2 separate regions of the Sus scrofa genome follow, and region 1 is linked to region 2. A link is a contact called in public HiChIP or PLAC-seq data. All regions are on one chromosome and are shown on one strand. Each heading gives the region's core, a stretch centred on a gene start, on an enhancer-like site or on the middle of the called end of the contact. The rest is flanking DNA. Distances are from core to core; before and after follow the strand shown.

Region 1 (3,887 bases), core at 150-2,649, 110 kb after region 2:
GGGAAAAATGTAATTGTAATGTATACATGTAAGGATAACCTGACCCCCTTGCTGTACAGTGGGAAAATAAAAAAAATTATTAAAAAAAAAGTCTTTAAATATATATATATATATATATTTACACATTTTCAACCTAATGCAGACTTGTCTTCTTAAACCAAAGACCTCTCCACCCCCCTGCATTTGCTTATTCTGACATCCGGTAGAAATGACATGGCTTGTTGAACTTGTCCTCTTTTTATGAGCCCCTAGAACAGCATCTCAGACTCACCATCACCTCTGTTAGGTGATGGAAGCTGTCCTCATGCGTAAACACTTAAGAGAATGTTTTCAACAAGGACATTTAAGGATGACCTCACTAGTAGTGAGGAGGGGTTTTGTAGAGCAGTTTTATGTATTAAGTAGATGGTTAGGGAAGCTTTGTTATCACGCTCTATTCTTAAAGTTTATAATTCCTCCAATAGGGCACAAACAGCACGGTCTTTTTTGTAGTGGCTTTTTTTTTTTTTTTTTTTTTTTTTTTAAACAGCATCAGCATTATAGCTCTTTGAAGACTGGGGCCCTGCTGGCAAAAGGGTATCAGCTCTGCTGCAAAAGTGCTTCCAATCTCAAAAATAATGCTCCTTAAGAGTGAAAGAAAACCGGCTTCATCTTTCTCCGAAGTATAAAAATAAAACTTAAAAAAAAAAAACTTTAATAGGGGGAATGGTTATAGAGTCACAGCAAAGTTGCCGAGAGAGTTCCCATGTGGTTTTCACTCAGCTTCCTCTAATTTTAACATTTTACATAACCACGGGCCATTTATCAAAACTAAGGAAGCAGCGATCAGATTTCCATTTCCCCAGCAAGGTCCTTTTTCTGATGCAGGGGCTAATCCAGAATAGCACCCTGCTTACTCCTTCTGCTTCTTCCTTCTCCTGCTTGGATCCGGAAGTTCCCGAGTCTTCCCTCGTTTTTCACGATCTTGAAACGGTTGCAGTTACTGGTCAGATGTTTCATGGAACATCTTTGAACTGGGGTGTGTCGGCTGTTCCCACTGGATTTTGATGCTCTTTCTGGAACACAGAGGCTGACCGTAAATAGTTCTCGAAAGAACTTTATTATCAAAAGAGCCTCCCTTTAGGACTCAGTCATTTGCAGTATCATCACTCGTCATAGGCCATTTCATTTGCACAGTGATGCTGAAGCTTGAGGATCCCTGACTCCCAGTTATATATTTCCCACCCTGCAACACAGTGATTTGCCTTCATCTACCCAGCTCTTACCTGTACATCCATCACAAAGCCCGTTACACAAATATTAGTGAATAAATACAGATTTCCTTAGAGAAACTTCTGATACTTGCCTTTCTGTAGCTGGCCATTTCCTACTTCCTCTTTGCATCTTTGGCCATGAGAACAGCTGCTCATTATTCAGAATGCTTATGACATATTTGAGGCTTTGCACAGACCTAATCTTCCCCCCACCACTGCAAGATATGTCTTGTCCACCCAGTTTTTAGATCAGAAGGCAAAGCTCACTCGGGGTCTAAATCAAGGGGCAGCCTCTTGTCCTATGACCCTGGACCGTGGGACCATGCCTTCTGTCTGCATGGCCTTCAGTCCAGAGTAATTCTACTATGCTGCTTGGCTCCTGGGGGGTAGGGTATGCATTAAAGAAAGTGATCTTGCAGAGAGAGTGGGTTGGGGGGCTATGTAGAGCAGTGGGGAGGGAGGAGAAATGATCCATGTTAGTCAGAGACTGAGCAGAGACTGTCAGGATGCCACATAAAAGGGGGCTTTTTATCCAAGCACCTCTGTGTAACACTGGCATAGAATGAGGGCTTAACCAGCATTAGCAGGTGTCACTATCATCATTTATTGTTACTGCCGCCATTTCTACCATTGGACAGAAGCCCCAAGTGATTTCAAGTAGGCTCTCATTTTCCTAACCCTGCTATGTTATAGTCTTTATTTTTAAATTTTGTTTTTTGGGCCATACCCGTGACATGTGGAAGTTCTAGGGTCAGGGATCGAACCCAAGCCGCAGCAGTGATGCCACCAAATCCTTAACCCAGTGAGCCACCAGGGAACTCCTTCATTTTTTTTTTTTTTGAAGATGCTCAATGGGACCCCTATTCTGATGTATTATAAATATGTCCGTGTATTATTTAAATATGTACAAATTGAGACGATTGTATAATGTGATCCCTACCTTCCCCAAACAGCTGTGCTCCTTTTTATATGTTTTCAATCATTATCTCAACGCCAATTAACAAAAAATAGATCAGATGTAGTTTTAAATAAGTTTCTCTCGCAATCAATATAATTTTCTAATTACAAATATAATAGATTCTTTATTACAATATAGACACAGAAATATGTGAGTTAGGTGGGTGATAAGGTAAATAGTTCATGATACTTAATAGTCACTGTAACGATGCAGATGCTTCTAGACCCTTTGCCTCATGCGTATGCCAATGTGGCTGTATTTAATTTACCAAAAATTTTAATTGAACTATATGTTGAAAAATTGTCCTCCTAGAATTCTCCATTTTTGGAGGCTGAGCAGTGCTCCCATTAATTTTGCATACTCTTTTTAAAAAAAATCAATCAACCATCACAGAGCATGTGAATTTCACTTAATTATGTCTGCCATCGGAGGGCCTGATTTCAGTTACCACAATTTTCTTAAGTCAACTTTAAATATTTCTCAATTCTATTCCCTTTAAGAATATAGTAACTGTAGGTTTTGAACATGGACTTCATTTTTGTGAGAAACAAACACCTGCATTTGAAAGAGCATGTAACGTTACTGAGGTCAGCAATAGACTATGAAAATGGATTTATCATAGGGAAAAAACCCCTAAATGTGCCTCAAATTTACATTTATCTCATTGACGCTGAGCTTTTAATCTTATAAAACGTGTATTGATAATATCTCACTGGCAATAATATTCTGCCTGATTTTGTCCTCACCTTCCCCCTCCCTGGGATCAACTGGAATAGATTTTACCATAGACAAGACGATGTCAGAAAATGAAAATGAACGTATGAATGCCTCACAAAATTTCCCATAAGAATGATCTCAGCCTAGGTGTGCTTTTTGTTCTCTGAGATGAAATGACAAATTGTGCCAAGATCTGTATCAGGCAGGCATAAAAATTGTCGTGCCTCCATGACTTTGCTAGAGTTTATGAAAACATAGAAATGAATGGATCCATCACACCCACGTGGTCCATTTACTCTGGAAGGTTTTATCACCACAAAAAAGAAGACAGGCATCCTTACCCTTGAAGGTCCCCCTTTATCTGACCAGGGGTTACATCCCTGGATTTGAAACGAGTGGGCTCATTTCTGTGGTCACTGCTGATTTCACTCAAAAGGATCCCCAAAGCATATTAGAAGTGCTCTTTGAGAACATGCCAATGACTGGACTCATTTTGCCCCCAAAGGGAGGACGACACCTCAAACTTGAGGCTATGGATGCTCGGTGAGATTAAACTTGTACCTTAGTGTGAAAAGTAAGTAAGGCATGACTACAAGAAGAACTGGACCATTAATGGGTAATATTATCTAGGCCACTGCATGTCCGCTCTCCAAAGTTGCTGGAGTGCTTATAATCATTGCTGTTTTTAAATAACTTGACTCAGTCAAACCAGTTTCATTTCAACACATGGAGCGTTAATGTGCTATTTGAGCATCCAGGCTGGCACTGGACACTAGGTATAGAGGCCTAAAGAAGCCATGTCCTGAGGTTTTGAAAGGGGGTCAATTTTAGCGTAGCTTTCATGTAAGCCTATAGTGGGAGTTCTTTTGACTTTGGGGAACGCCTCCACCGATTGACAAGGAAGAACGAGGAACCGAATGGGAGACTGAAAAAAGGCCATACCTGTTTCCTTCCAGCTG
Region 2 (4,020 bases), core at 206-2,705:
GTGCAGCAAAGGAGAACACATGTTCACATGATGCTAATACTAAGACCTAGCACCTGGGTCACAATAATAATATATATGCTTTGCTGAGCACTTTCACATGTATTACCTCGTTGGACTCTCACAATGACACCTGAGGTAGGCAAGACAAGCAGACTTACCCATTTCACAGATGATGAAACTGAGCTGAAGGTAACTTGGGAAATTTGTCCTAGTTACCTGGCTCCTAAAAGGTCAGGTGAAGACCAGTTTTGACATTGACTCTTGCCTTTTTTTTTTTTTTTTTTTTTTTTTTTTTTTGGCTGTACCTGATGCGTATGTGGAAGTTCCCAGACGAGGGACTGAATCCCAGTCACAGCTGCAACCTAGGCTGTACTGCAGCAATGCTGGATCCTTAATCCACTGAGGCACACTGGGAACTCTGACCCTGACTTTTAAATTTTTTTTTTTTTTTTTTAATATGGAGGTTCCCAGGCTAGGAGTCTAATCAGACCTGTAGCTGCCAGCCTACCCCACAGCCACAGCAACTCAGGATCTGAGCCTCGTCTGTGACCTATACCACAGCTCATGGCAACACCAGATCCTTAACCCACTGAATGAGACCAGGGATAGAATCTGCGTTCTCATGGATGCTAGTCAGGTTCATTAGTCACTGAGCCATGATGGTCACTCCTGACCCTAACTTTTATATTATTCTACTTGCTATGCTGTCCTACTTCTCAGAGGTTTAGGAATGAAACATGCCTGGATTTGCAAGGAAAAGGCTGGATATGCCACAGATAAACTGGATTGATTCACAGGTGGCAAGAGGGTCTGAGGTGGGCAGGGGGTATCCAAATTTTGGGGTAGAGACCCATCATCATTGTCTCCATCACCTTCTCCGTCATCACCTCCTGTTACAGCCACGGGAGTTATGGTCTGCCTGTGCGTTCCCACCCTCAGCAAAGGGAAGACGGCAGCGAAGGAGCTGGAGATGGAGATGGAATTGGAGATGCAGAGCCTCCGAGGTGGTTTCTTGCAGTAAATAGAGTGGAGTCACCCCCATCCCTCCCCCACCCACCCCGCCCCCTGCTGGAACCTTTAATGAGTAGCCCCCCCGGGAGCCCCAGGCTCTAGGTTGGGGTGAAAATTGCTCCTCGGTGACTTAGGCCATCACAAGACTGGGGAGAGGAGCCTGTTTCCCAGGTTGTTTCATAGAGAACTGAGACTACACGCCATCTGCCCACTACCTCCTCGCTAGAAACCCTCCACCCCCAGGCAAAGAGGGGGCCGCGTTCCTTTTTTTTTTTGCTCTCACCCCCGCCCTCGGCTGCCCTTTTATGCATTTTATTATCTTCTAGGACTGCCTAACATGCTCCTTTAACCTAGTTTCTGCTTTCTGGGTATACCGGAGAGGGAAAGAAGGAACAGCCGCTAAACTGCCTTTTTGGTGACCCTGAAGAATGTTCCGGAAACCTCAGTGAAAGGAAAGGAAGATGTCAGGGGAAGGTGTCAGGAGAGACCTAGCAGCAGGGTCGGAGGGACAGCCTTTGTCCTGGAATAGGTAGGTACTGTGGCCGCGCGCGCCTTGTGCGTTTGGGGTCCCTCCCAGTTCTGCGACTTGGGCTCCCAGGGCACCGTGGCCCCTTGGCCAGAAAAGCCCCTGAACCCAGACGCCCCTGACCACAGCAGGTGTCAGAAAGTACTAGTGAGGGGAGTTCAAAGATACTAGGGAGCTGGCAAAAAACAAACAAAAAACAAAACAAAACAAAAAACCCAAAAAACCCCCCCAAAAACAAAAAAACACCTGAAGCTCAAGAAAATCTGCATTGGGAACTCGCACAAGGAAGAAGGTTCCGGGGAAGAGCAGCCTGGGGCTGAAGGAGTTGCGGGGCTGAGCAGAAGGGCACAGGGAGATGTGCCAGACGGAGGAAGAGAAGGGTGGCTCGTGGAGGCAGTGAAGCGAGGCCGGGGGCGTCTGGGTGAACCAGCGCAGTATTCTCGGAATAGGCACGTGGTACCTCAATCTCGGCTGTGCTCATCTCATCAGGTACCTTCTGAAGTTAGGACAGACATAAAATGCTTGCATTGTTATTGAGAATTCATGTGTACATAGGTGTGTTCAAGCCACCTCAGCCAATCCAAAATGTTGTTAAAGAGCAAGATTGATCAATGTCAACATCAAAAAAAGAAAAACAAAACAAAAACACCCGGAGTTCCCGTTGTGGCTCCGTGATTAACGAATCTGACTGGGAACCATGAGGTTTCAGGTTTGATCCCTGGCCTCACTCAGTGGGTTAAGGATCCAGCGTTGCCATGAGCTGTGGTGTAGGGGCAGACGTGGCTCAGATCCCACGTTGCTGTGACTCTGGTGTAGACACCGGCTATGGCTCCTATTAGACCCCTAGCCTGGGAGCTATATATCCATATACTGGGGACCGGCCTTAAAAAAGGCCAAAAAAATAAAAATAAAAATAAAAAAACCCAGACTCCAGAGTCACCTTGGGCAAAATGGTGGCCACCTGCCATATCTGCCCATGGAGCTTTTCTATGTGGCTAGCTAGTCTGCAATGAGGGGGGCTATCAATCCAAGTACATACTGGACCTTGAGAATGTAGTCTGCCTAAAAGAATGTGAAAATCTCTCTTTTTTAAATTAATTGCATATTGAAATCATATTTTGGATGAGCTGGGTGAAATAAAACATGTAAGGATTAATTTGTCTTAACCTTTTTTTCTAGTCTTTTTAGGGCCACACCCAGGCATATACAAGTCTCAGGCTAGGAATGGAATCAGAGCTACAGTGGTCGGCCCACACCACAGCTGCAGCAATGTGGGATCCGAGCCTTCTCTGTGACTCACACCACAGCTCACAGCAACACCTACTGAGGGAGGCCAGGGATCGAACCCAAATCCTCATGGATACCAGTCAGTTTCAATACCACCGAGCCACCATGGGAGCTCCTGTCTTAGCTTTTTCTTTAATGTGACTACTAGAAAGTTTAAAATGACAGATCATATTATATTTGTATTGGACACTGCTACTTTTAAACCAGTTCTGCCATTTATTTGCTGTGTGTCCTTGGGGAAGTTAGTTAACTTCTCTGTACCTCCAATTCCTCAACCATAAAATACTTGAGTTGTGAAGATGAAATGATTTGATATGAGAGAAGCACTTAGAAGAATATTTGGGATACAGGAAATTTAGCTATTTTTATCTCTCTTTATCAATCAATCAATGAGCTATAACAAATTCATATGTATTTGTATGGCAGCACCAGAGGGACACAAAAGCGTTAACTATTACAAAGTGCTTTTTATCAGTTTTCTTTCTTTTTTTCTTTCTTCCTTCCTCTCTCTCTCTCTCCCTCTTTTTTCTTCTGTAAAAGGGTTTCAGTGAGCTACAGTTACAAGTCAGAGATAAACCCTTAAAAAAGGGCTGAGTTGGAATGCATTTCTGTATTCCCCGCCAACTGTTGTAGCTATGGAAAGCATCTGAAGTATTTTGCTGATAGTTGGAATAATAATAATTCAATTATTTTTCAAAATGGTTTCACAGTCTTTTAGAAATGTGAGCTCCCATAAAATGTTTGTGTTTTTTGACTGTAGCGACAGAAAATATACAGAGCAGGGTCCAGCAGGTAGGGTATGCATTGTAGTATAAACAGACAAATGTTTTTGGTTGTTTGCTGTAAATATAGGAAAAGGTACACCAGAATTAGTGAGTTTAATTAGAATCTTAACTTCTTTGAGTGTGTTTGCTTTGGCTGGTTTCTTCTCCAAACTACTTTTAATTTGCTTAGACCTGAACCTAAAACCTATAACATATGGACTCTTCTACAGGCAGAAAATCCAAAAGCTCTAGGGGGACTGGAGAAGTTGCTGTAATTTAAGGGACTTCATAAGACATCAGATTGATTAGATCCCTGGCCTGGGAACCTTCATATGCTGCGGTGCAGCCCTGAAAAGGCAAAAGCAAAAAAAAAAAAAAAAAAAGAATCCCTGAAGACACGATGAGATGAATTGATGGTGCATTATTACAGGA

The links. HiChIP or PLAC-seq counts read pairs in DNA pulled down with a chosen protein or histone mark.
Region 1: a contact with region 2 is called in an H3K27ac HiChIP or PLAC-seq map of alveolar macrophages, with 4 times the contacts expected there. The contact joins two enhancer-like sites. A contact is called at or near these places in 5 of 47 Hi-C or Micro-C datasets (alveolar macrophages, blood and liver) and 1 of 2 datasets of contacts at active chromatin or transcription factors (alveolar macrophages).

The regions. Positions count from the first base shown.
Region 1 is chr10:21,519,567-21,523,453 of Sscrofa11.1, forward strand. All of the region lies in intron 2 of PTPRC (receptor-type tyrosine-protein phosphatase C), which reads left to right. Among named protein-coding and RNA genes, the nearest start is that of PTPRC, 39 kb to the left of the region's middle. Within about 2 kb of position 1,400, at least 9 of the 83 cell types and tissues checked have an H3K27ac peak or open chromatin away from gene starts, as enhancers often do. A contact at or near this core is called in alveolar macrophages, where this site is marked.
Region 2 is chr10:21,406,151-21,410,170 of Sscrofa11.1, forward strand. No RefSeq gene overlaps it. Among named protein-coding and RNA genes, the nearest start is that of ATP6V1G3, 13 kb to the left of the region's middle. Within about 2 kb of position 1,456, at least 4 of the 83 cell types and tissues checked have an H3K27ac peak or open chromatin away from gene starts, as enhancers often do. A contact at or near this core is called in alveolar macrophages, where this site is marked.